2 separate regions of the Mus musculus genome follow, and region 2 is linked to region 1. The links are chromatin contacts, called in public ChIA-PET maps. All regions are on one chromosome and are shown on one strand. Each heading gives the region's core, a stretch centred on a gene start, on an enhancer-like site or on the middle of the called end of the contact. The rest is flanking DNA. Distances are from core to core; before and after follow the strand shown.

The links. ChIA-PET counts read pairs in DNA pulled down with a chosen protein or histone mark.
Region 2: an RNA polymerase II ChIA-PET map of effector CD8 T cells shows a contact between it and region 1, with 5 read pairs. The contact joins the promoter of Il18r1 here to the enhancer-like site in region 1. A contact is called at or near these places in 1 of 15 datasets of contacts at CTCF or cohesin (the NIH/3T3 cell line), 3 of 115 datasets of contacts at active chromatin or transcription factors (effector CD8 T cells, regulatory T cell precursor and thymic regulatory T cells) and 1 of 9 other capture datasets (adipose tissue).

What each region holds. Positions count from the first base shown.
Region 1 is chr1:39,985,360-39,990,674 of GRCm38.p6, forward strand. Map4k4 (mitogen-activated protein kinase kinase kinase kinase 4) reads left to right here. Exons shown (of 32, transcript NM_001252200.1): 10 at 1,266-1,441; 11 at 3,611-3,683; 12 at 4,730-4,940. Among named protein-coding and RNA genes, the nearest start is that of Map4k4, 87 kb to the left of the region's middle. Within about 2 kb of position 1,677, at least 16 of the 459 cell types and tissues checked have an H3K27ac peak or open chromatin away from gene starts, as enhancers often do. A contact at or near this core is called in effector CD8 T cells, where this site is marked.
Region 2 is chr1:40,464,687-40,470,398 of GRCm38.p6, forward strand. It overlaps Il18r1 (interleukin 18 receptor 1), which reads left to right and starts at 1,320. Exons shown (of 11, transcript NM_008365.2): 1 at 1,320-1,671. It overlaps Il1rl1 (interleukin 1 receptor-like 1), which reads left to right. Exons shown (of 11, transcript NM_001025602.3): 11 at 1-729.

The DNA of each region.
Region 1 (5,315 bases), core at 427-2,926:
AGTTTCATTTTGTTCAGGAATAAAATTCTGGCCACCCTAACTTCGGTACTACAAAGTCAGCAGCCTTCAACAGTCTAAGGCACATGAGTTCTTCCTGTTGTTCTTGATTCATCGGATTTCATTTAGTCGCTAATAGCAAGCAACTCCGAAAGCCCCATAATATGAAGAAAAGGCTATGTTTAACGTTTAAGAGTTAAACATCTTTGAAGTGTAATATGTTGCAGAACATTCTTCTTCTAAAATGGCAAAGATGTGTTAAAGTCCTTTGATAACACATTTTAACATTGATGAAGGGTGTCTGGGGCCATCGGCCATGTTTGCAGGCCCTGACTACAGCAGGAGGACCATTTGAACATAGGAGTTAAAAGCATTCTGGGTAATAGAGCAAGATCCTGTTGGGGGTTAGGGTGGGTTGCAGCTATAGTTGTGATGTTTTATAAAGTGTACCAACCAGTGGCAGGGCTGAGTCTTCCACCCCACCCCCATCGTGCACACACAAAGTAAAACCTGTCATTTCTGCCTTTGTCCACTAAACTCTGGGACCTGATGAATCGAGCTCAAGCCAGTGTAAGGCTGGCTGAAGCATCCATCCGTAGATGCCCTGCGTTTGCCAACAGAGGCAGGCCCCTTGCTCATCTCTGTTTGTTATGAGACTTATGGTCATCTGTGCACCTCCCTGACCCCCACGTTAGTGAAGGCCTTTCTCTGTTCCTGTGCCTCTGCTTGTTCCATGATTTAATGGTTAGTGAGTAGTAGTAGACTTAAACTCTGTTCCTTTAAACCTGGCTGCTTTTATCGCTCTGTATGATAATGTTGTTTGTGGTGCACTGCAGGTGTGACCACAGTGACACTGCTGAGTGCTGCAGGACATTGTTAGTGTGCACTGCAGGTGTGGTGACAGTGACACTGCTGACTGCTGCAGTACATTGTTAGTGTGCACTGCAGGTGTGGTCCCAGTGACACTGCTGACTGCTGCAGTACATTGTTAGTATGCACTGCAGGTGTGACCACAGTGACACTGCTGACTGCTGCAGTACATTGTTAGTGTGCACTGCAGGTGTGACCACAGTGACACTGCTGACTGCTGCAGTACATTGTTAGTGTGCACTGCAGGTGTGGTCCCAGTGACACTGCTGACTGCTGCAGTACATTGTTAGTGTGCACTGCAGGTTTGGTCACAGAATGGTTTTCAGGCTCGTCACCAGTATTTTTGAGCTTAACTTTGGTGATAGAAGTTTGATGATATGTTTCACTTTCTCTTACAGGTCAAAGAAATTTTTCAGCTTTATAGAAGGCTGTCTGGTGAAGAATTACATGCAGCGGCCCTCTACAGAGCAACTTTTAAAACACCCTTTCATAAGGGATCAGCCCAATGAAAGGCAGGTTCGAATCCAGCTTAAGGATCACATAGACCGGACCAGAAAGAAGAGAGGCGAGAAAGGTATGAAGGCTCCTTTAAGTTTGCCTTCCTACCATAGCGTTAAGGGGCCCTAGACTGTGTTAAAGCAGCAGGCTTCATTCTGACAGTTTAAGTACTGCTGCTGCTGCTGAGCTGCACTCCTTCCCCTGTGCTCTTCCTCCCTAGCACCCTCTTTCCTCTTCCTGTCTCGTGGCCCTGGGCTTTCCTGCACACTTGCACAGCAAGAGCAAGACCACTGGATGCTAACACTCCTCAACAGCCCGCCTCCCCTCTCGTGATTTCCGCCTGGTTTTATGTCATATACCGCACACTGACACCCGGGTAAACCGTGTGAAACACACCTCGTTTCCCTGAGGTTGATTTGACTACACAGTCTTCAGTTTCATATGTATGTTTTAGATTACTTTTTTAAGCACAGGAAGATTTTGCTATGTAGTGTCATTTTCAAGTGGCATAATGACTTCATGGTCGGTTCTGCCTCAGATTTATTCCTGGACAGTTGTTTCTTTCTCAGTGAGTTTGTGGTTGTCATATAGGAAAGCTACTGAGTTTTGTATGTTAATTCTGTATCCTGCAGGGTCTTTAAGTGTCTGAGATTAGCAATACTTTGAGTTCTTTCTTGTCTTTATACCTTTTACGTATTACTGTTTAGTTGGGTGGGACTTGAAACACTGTATCAAATAAGTGTCTAGTTCTAGGTTTTAGAGAATATATTCACTATTCCCCATCTAGTACAGTGTTGTTTATAGGTTTGCCTTTACTATAGCCATTACTGTTAGAAGTATATCTGTAGGTTTTGTGCTCCTTCTTTCTTGGGGACTTTTTTTTTAAGTAGGGCCTCACTATAACGTAAGCTGCAGATTCACAGCGATTCTTCCGTCTTATCCTCCCCTCTGCTGGGTGTGTACCACGAGTCAGAAGTTTTCTCCTCTTTTTTTTTTTTTTTTTTTTTTTTTTTGGTTTTTCGAGACAGGGTTTTTCTGTATAGCCCTGGCTGTCCTGGAACTCACTTTGTAGACCAGGCTGGCCTCAAACTCAGAAATCTGCCTGCCTCTGCCTCCCGAGTGCTGGGATTAAAGGCGTGTGCCACCACGCCCGGCTCAAGTTTTCTCCTTTTGAGCTCTGTCCTTGAGTTTATTTACACCATGTATTAAAATTGGGGGGTGTGGGCTGCCACAGTTCTGCATCCTCGAGATAAAGCCATTTTGGTTGTGTCTTTATATGATCTTGAATATGGCTTTCAAGTATTTTGTTGAGAATATAAGAAACCCAATGTTCCTTAGAGAAATTGGCCTTTGATGTTCTTTTATTCCGTCTTTATTGGGTTTGCTGGTAGGTCATCTTGGCTTCATAGGATGAGTCTGGTAGCGTCTTCCCCTTCTTCTTCGTGGAGTGGTGAGAGTGTTGGTGTCCGGTCATCCTCAACAATTTGGCACAACCTGCCCTGCATCTGTCCCGCCTTACACTTCTTAACCCCATCCCAGTCTCAGTGCTCATATCTTACAGATTTCATTGTGGTAAACTGCAGACATTTAGAATCTTGTTCATTTTTTTTCACTTGCCAACCTTTGGAATATAAGTTTTCAGAGCATTTTCTAAGGATCTTTTGGGTTTCATTGGCTCTATGGTAACAATTTGATTTTTATCTTTATGATACTAGTATAACTTGGAGTTAGTCAATCTTATTGATCTTTTCAGAGAGCTGGATGTGGTGACTACTTTTGTGTGACCCCTCTCCCCGAGTCTGCCTCGGTGCTTTCTTCGCTGCTCTTTATTTCTTGACATGAGCTGCGTTTGCTTTAGCTTCTTGATTTCTCTAGACCAGTATTTGAGATCTCTGAATTTTTAACACATCTGCTATTTCTGTCATCTATGTATCGATATCTGTTTATATTTGTCAGTGTAATACTTTCTTGAGTGTGACTATGCTGATGCTGTTGAGTTTTTTGGTTTTCTTGTTTTTTGTATACACTTCCTCAGATTTTATCAGTGGAGAATGACCAGCTCTTCTGTAGGGAGTGTAGCCAGCTCAGAATTCCTGACCTTTGACGGGAGGTCAGACACGCTTCTCCCCATGCCGTTTTCACAAGTTGCATCTTGGTTTTGGTCATTCTGACTCTGGGGATGCTTGTCTACACGGGCATCTGTGAGGATCTGAGCTCTCCTGTTTCTCTCGGCCTTGTTTTTCAGATGAGACGGAGTACGAGTACAGCGGGAGCGAGGAGGAGGAGGAGGAAGTGCCTGAGCAGGAGGGAGAGCCAAGGTACAGACGGCAGCCAGCCCAGGCTTCCCCGATGCCTGCCCACACTCTGTGAGGCTTTCGTGGAGCAGTGGACAGCACTGGCTTGCTTCCTGTCTGCCATTTTTCTCACCCCATGACAGATCTCTGTGAACAATTTCCCAAACTCTTGCCTCGTTTTTAGTTTTGTTTTTAATTCAATTTTATGTTTGAGGTTGAGGATTTAATGCTTTTGGCATTTATTGCTGCAGAAGGCACAAATGGTACAAGTCTGCTGCCGGACCAAAGTCAGTCCCACACAGAGAAGCGTGCAGCTCGGAGGCCAGCAGGCCCTCTGCTGAGAAACTTTCCCACAGCCTTATTTTCCCTACATGCAAATATGGTTGCCAGCCTTTGACCTCCATCCTTCGGGTGTCTTCTGCCTGCTTTAGCTCAGTGGGTTTACTTTCTTATGTTTGTACTTTAGTAATAGGTTCGCCCACAGCTGTTCTAGCTCTGGCCTTACCTTTGGTTGAGTACAGAACAAAACCAAGATGAAGGTTGTGTTGAGACCCATGGGAGCCATGAGTTGGGAATAGAAGTTCAAAGAGGGACACGGGTTTAAGGAGGTGTGTCTTGCCAGTCTGTGTGATACAGGCTTGGGGAACAGCCCCCAACGCAGAAAAGTCTCCTGTGAGGCCTGCTGCCATCTCTGATGATAGAAAATAGTGTCAGGGAACAAAGCAGGCTTGGTGTAGGCCAGATGAGAACGGAGGGATGCTGAGACCAGTGGGTGCTAGTACTTCTGTGCCATGATGCAAAACTAGAGGGCCAGAGGAAGACCCGACATGAAAGAAGAGTCCCGTGAAAGAATGCTTATCTGCTAGGACTGCATTTTCAGACATTACTAAGTCATAGAGGATGATGTGAGCCGTTGGAGCAGTAGGCATTGTCATCCTGTAGACTTGTTGATTTGGGTCACTCCTGGGCCCAGTCAGTAGCCCCATGAAGGGAACTGGGTGTTCCCATTGGGTCACACCCTACGAGGCCCAGGTGATGCATGGAGCCCTGACAGACCCTATCCCCTGCAGTTCCATCGTCAATGTGCCTGGAGAGTCAACTCTGCGACGTGATTTCCTGAGACTGCAGCAGGAGAACAAGGAGCGGTCTGAGGCTCTGCGGAGACAGCAGCTTCTGCAGGAGCAGCAGCTCCGGGAGCAGGAGGAGTATAAGAGGCAGCTGCTGGCTGAGAGGCAGAAGCGGATTGAACAGCAGAAAGAACAGAGGAGGCGGCTGGAAGAGGTAGAAAAGAGAAGTTCTGTGGGTTTTTTCCCTCTTCCTTACTCATGTTCACATCAGACACCCTGCTAGCTTGTTGAGGAAATAACTATAGGTAGGGAGGTAGTCTGCCCCTACCCTGCTGCAGCTTCTGTAGGGCTATGTGGCTGTGCACTAGATGGCTTCACGTTCCTGGAGGATCTGCCAACATTTATGTGCATATCGTGAGGAGCAGGACAGCCCAAGACATGTTCCCATGTGCTTAAATTGACTCACTTAGACTTGACCTCATTTCTTTGCCATTGTTGGCTTTTGTGACCCAGTTTTATATTTTTCTGAAACTTCAGACTTTTTCATATGAAAAGCATTGTTCTCTAAATGCCTTAGCATTTAAGGTGG
Region 2 (5,712 bases), core at 70-2,569, 480 kb after region 1:
TTTGCATGTAATTGAGCTGGGCAGCATGGCACACTTGGGAGGCAGAGGCAGGTGGATCTCTGTGAGTTTGAGGCCAGCCTGCTCTACAGAGTTAGTTCCAGGACACCAGAGCTACAAAAAGAAAACCTGTCCTAACAACAACAGCAACAGCTGCAGCAGCAACAACAACAACAAAGAAAAAGAAGAGGAGGAGGAGGAAAGGAAAGAAGGAAGAAGGAAGAAGAAAGGGAAGAAATAATAGATTTTTCTGTAATGAACACACATATGCTTTGATGCTTTTGCTAAACTCAAAATATTAGTTTTATTTTACTGTTTTGAAAGGTTCAAAGCATGATCCATGTAAAAATGTCTTCTGTGGGGCTTTCTCCCATTTCTACTTTTGTTCCCCTCATTTCTTCAAAGTGCTTGTCCAGGCAGAGCTGACCTTATTTGCTTACCAGTTACAGGTAAACAAAGCGTTTCCTCGTGTTGCCTCTTGTAGCCATCTCTGTATTAGATTAGGAAGGGAAGGAGCCGTCCTACTGTCCAGTTTGTGAGTTCTGGTAGAAAGAGTGTTGAAGTTTGTTAAATGCTTGTTTTCCATGTATCAAAATGTTATGCCTTTCCTATTTATTATTGTATGACAAATTATTTTTCACTGGGCAAAAATAATTGTGCCATTGACTCCTTGTGTGTTTTCTTCATGTGTGTTTGAAGAGTTCTAGCTTATTAAAAAAAAAAATCTAGAAATACTGTTTGGCCTTCGTTTCTTTTGAACAGTTTAAAATCTCACTATAACTTCCCAATTGTGGCTTTCCACCCATCCAGGAGGCTGGGCATCCTGCGCTGGCTGGCACTATGTTGGCTCTGCGAGCCTGGCAGTCTCAAGGACTCTCCTCCCGCAGTGCAGGAGTCCTGGGTTCTCAGCGCCCTCTGCCTGAAGGGTGTGGCGCGCACAGGGCACACAGGTGGTTCTTGTGGTTGAGTAGACAGGCTGCAGGTTCCGGGAAGCCAAAGGCGGTGGCTGTGCCTCCCTGGAGGTCTGGCGGAGGAGTCAGCTGAGATCCAGGCAGGAGAACTCCAGGGGCTCTATCGCCTCAGCGGTGGGGTGTCGGGGTTAGTTCTGGGAACTGTGGAGCTCTTAGGTGAGCAGGGACATGCAGAGAAACCCTGCCAGGAGTACAGGTCTTCCCAGAACTGAAAGCTTGAGCGCTCCTGGGTGGAGCAGCCTGTAGCGCCCTAGGCTTCAGTCCCCCAGCTCTTAGGAGCTCCTCCCATCCCAGGCGGTGCCCACCTGAAACCTTAGCTTTTCCTTTCTTCTTCTTATTCTGATCTTCCTCTCCCAGCCCTCCACCTCCCTACCCCCGGTCGTTGGCTTCTTCTTCTTCTTCTTCTTTTTTTTTTTTCCTGCGATAATTCTCTGGTTTGCCAAATCTCTCTAATCAAGCTCCTGGCCTTGCCTCACTGTGCCTTCCCTCCCTGTCTGTTGTCACAGTTGTGGACCAGGAGGTATTTAGTCTCACTTGCTGGGCGAATCCTGCTTCACAGATGTAAGTGAAGGAGAAGCCACTGCCCAGGCCTGTGTGTGGGCCACCTCTCTGAAGGTAAGGGCAGACTCTGATGTCCAGTCCTCACTGTCTTCTGCTGTCTGGAGCAAGGAGAGGAACCACCCACAACGATCCTGAAAACAAGGTCAATTGTGAGTGGTGTGTATGTGTGTGTGTGTGTGTGTGTGTGTGTGTGTGTGTGTGTATAACTAGTGAGTACAAATGTATATGTTCTTTGTAGAGAGGTATGAACAGCTAAAACACAGCAACAGTTGATTTGTTCAGCTCTTACCCTCTGCTGACAATACACACAGGTGTGCTGTATTTTAGTTGCTTAATCCTCTTAGGAGACAAATGAAACAGGCAATATCAGGTTTAATAAATGGTGTGAGGGGAGAAATATTCAGAAATTTATCTAAGAACATCTTCAGTTATCGCATCAGTGAATGACCCATTTATGCAGATTTGGGGAATAGTTCACTCTCCCTCATGAGTACATGCATGTACATATGTGTGCACTGATGCATGCACAAGCGCCCACACACATGCATGTACACTCACACTCTTGTGCACACACTCGTGAGTCACACACACAAACACACACACACACACACACACACACACACACACACACACACACACACTGCAGTCACAAGAATATCTGCCTTAGGCACACATTATGGAAAAGCAGAGAGCCTTCTCCTGGGTACCTCACCAGGAAGTGGAGGTTGGTCCAGGAGCCCTGGAAGTGCTGTGTGTTAGGGTTGGCCTGAACTGGCAAGCTTCCTGACAATGCCAAACATCGTGTCATATTGCAAGGACGATAGGGTCCCAGAGGAGGGGGAGGGGGGGAAAGGGAACATGGTCTTCATGTCCGGATCCATGTTTGTGAAGGCACATTTTGGAAAATGGAGATAATAGCAGCAGGCATTTTTACGCTAAGTGTCGTGAGGTAGCAATGACTCTCCTTTCCTTACAGATGGAAAGTCAAATGTGCACACCTTTTTTTTTTTCTTAAAGCAGAAGTGCAAGGGTGTATTCAAGATCATTTTTGTTGGTTGTACCAGACTGATTCGCCTTTCTGCAGATGAAGTAAAACACCCATTGGAGACTGTAGCAAAAGGGACTGCGTGTTTAAAAAGAGTCATGGAGAGCCCAGCTCAGTGGCGGTCCCAGCGAGGAAAAGAAAAACCTCATTGGGTGTCATAATTCACCAAAGCAGTGTGAGGGATACATCAGGGTCATGTTTTGTTAAGCAATGACTGTCCCTGAGGTGACATGTTTACCTGTGAGTCACTGAAACTCAACTGTCACAAGCTTAGTTGTTTCCCACTCTCCCAGCCTTAGAAACTGAGTGTGTATGGACGTGAGTGTGTGTGTGTGTGTGTGTGTGTGTTTACCTGGAAGCTTTAAGGAGCTTAGTATCTATGTGCTCAGATGAACTGTTTTTACTAGAATGTGGTCAGTTTCCTCATGGTAAGGACCCAAAAGGACAGAACAGAAACTCAGGACCTAAGGACATGACCACATTGACATCCTTTGAAAGGACTCCCTTGTCTTGGGGGACAGAGATACTTGTCACCTTGCATCTGGCCTTCACCCTATGCCTCCAGATCACAAAACGTTTGGAAGAGCACTTAATTTAATCTAGAGAAAAGTTTATGTCATTGGGCAACTAAGTTTGTAACTATCCTTTCTATTTATGAGCACACACATACATGCTTGCATATGGATTAATTTTATATTTTTTATGTCAACTATGAACTGAATGTGTCTAATAAGAAATGTACTTTTCTGAGTGCACAGGCAAGACCTATAGATTGGTGGCTTTCCATTTGTTTGTACACTGGAATCAGCTGGGAATGTGGAAGAGTCAAGGGCTCAGGCTGCCTCCCGTGTGTGTTTAGTGGGCAGCATGTCTGTCAAAATAAACCTTTGAAGACATTATGCTTTAAGAAGTCAGAGATGGTGTAGGTGTGCAATAAATCGAATGATGAGTCGGGACTTGCATCTGTATGTATTTTGTAAGCTTCTTTCATTCAACGATTTAGCAAAGAAGCCAATATAGAGTGGCTCAGGCTGGTTAGTATCAGCTGCTATGGAACGTTGGCACAGTGAGAACCGAGAGAAAGTGAGTGTGTTCATGCTTACACACATGTGCTTTTGGCCAGGCACCTACCTGTGCTAGATTTCCAATCGAGCTCTAGGAGAGCCTTTTCTTGGTAAATGGATATCAACCAACTTCAAAGGAAAGGTAACACTAATTGATTGGACAGAGAAATAATTCATAGTTATTTTGGAAGTAGAAGTTTAATTCGGTCCCATTTTCCTGACAAAGAAGTAAATGAAATGTTTGTAAGTTTAGAAATAAGTCAAATGTCAGGATGAAATCATAAAACTGAGGAATATAGGAATGTCTGTGTTACCTTTGAGGGAAATACAGAATGATCTCCACTTTAAAATGATGGAAACACACACACTCAGACACACACACACACACAAGAGTATTGACTTGTATGCATGGTTATAAAGTTTTCTATATGCTAATATGCCAAAAGAGAAATTAAACAAATTGGGTAGAATTCCAGACATTGGGGAATTGAGAAAGAATCACTTGCAATGGAAGAGTTGATAATCATGAACTGAAACAGCTAGCATTATGTGATTATTTAAATCATATATAATAAAAAGAAAAAGCAGATTCAAATACACCAGAGGCCTGTTCCACTTGGATGGCCTAGTTAGATGTGAAGAGTGGGGTAGAATGTGTTGACCTGGGTGTGGTGGGAAGTTTCTTGCACTCTTGAGGCAGGTAGAAGCTGCCAAGACATTTCTGGAATGTGGCTGGGTAGCAAGCATTCATCATGCTTTTGGCCTCTTTTCTGTCCTACCATATCCCAACACGAGTAAAATGATAAGAAATAAGGACAGTGGTAGGAGCCGATAACTAGATGACATTATTCTTTAGACATTTTGGGCAGGAACACTTTTGCACAGGGAGGTAGACCTGTCATTCCCTCCTGTGGATAAAGGACTCTGAGCTCAGCTAGGCATGGTGACTGGCCCATGATTGTTAAGCCAGTAAAGGAAAGGCTTGAAGATTCAGATCCAGGCAGCCTGGTGCCCACAGTGGTACCCCATAAAACTGAGGGACAGACAAGACAGGAAGTTACTTGTGCATCATTTCATTATTGAAAACAAATACAAAAATTACAAGAAGGATAGGGAAATATGGTGCATTGTGAGAAATTTTTCTTATATTTACTCTTTGTTTTTATAAACATTCTACATTAGGCAGATATTATTTTACAAATTAGAAAAAAAATAAAGAAGAAAAGTAAGTTACTTCAAGTTACATCAAAGCAAAACAATGCAAAATGAAAAACTCAGCAAGAGAACACTAACAATCCTTAAAATTCCTACATGAAAAAACACCAGTTCCTTAAATCCACATATACGAGTTAAGAAGCCCAACAGAACATCAGAGTACTGCCCACGCACACTCACACAGCAGTGTGGTCAGCGTGGAGTTTTGATATGCTGAGATCTTAACTCATCTCACATTGAAACTTGTATCTTATCAGAATGTCAAATGATTGCGTAATTTTATTTCTTGTTAAAAGTTAAAATGAAGAAGAAGAAGGAAGGAAGGAAAAAAAAGATAGTGCCAGCCTGTGGCAGCCTCAACTGGAGAAAAGGCACGGGGAAAAATCACACTTTTGTATTCTACCCAAGTCAGAAATATCAGACATTAATAAAGGTGTCGGAGTGGGCGGCAGAGGTTTCGAGTTGTGCATTGTTCTAATTTGGCTCTGAACGGTTGGTACTTTCCATGAACGGATACCCTTTGTGTTTTCACACTGTTCTCTATCATCCCTTGCCAACTGGTATGTGGTTTGGGTAGGTTTATTATAAACCTTCGCCTGTGGTTGAGGAGGTAGGAAGGGATGTGAGCGGCCGTTGGGTGTTGCCCTTGGCTTTAAGGCTGCCAGGCTCCCAGATGTCTTCAATCATGAACATTAGATACTGCGATCTCTCGATGGTTCTGGAGGAAGCCGCCTTACCCTGTGTGTTTTGGGAATGGACTCTCCAGACACTTAGTTTGTCCAAGGTCCACAGCTCCTCCTTGAGCATTGTCAGGCTGGGATTCTAGTCCGTTCTGTGTGCCTCTGAGGGAACCAAGCTC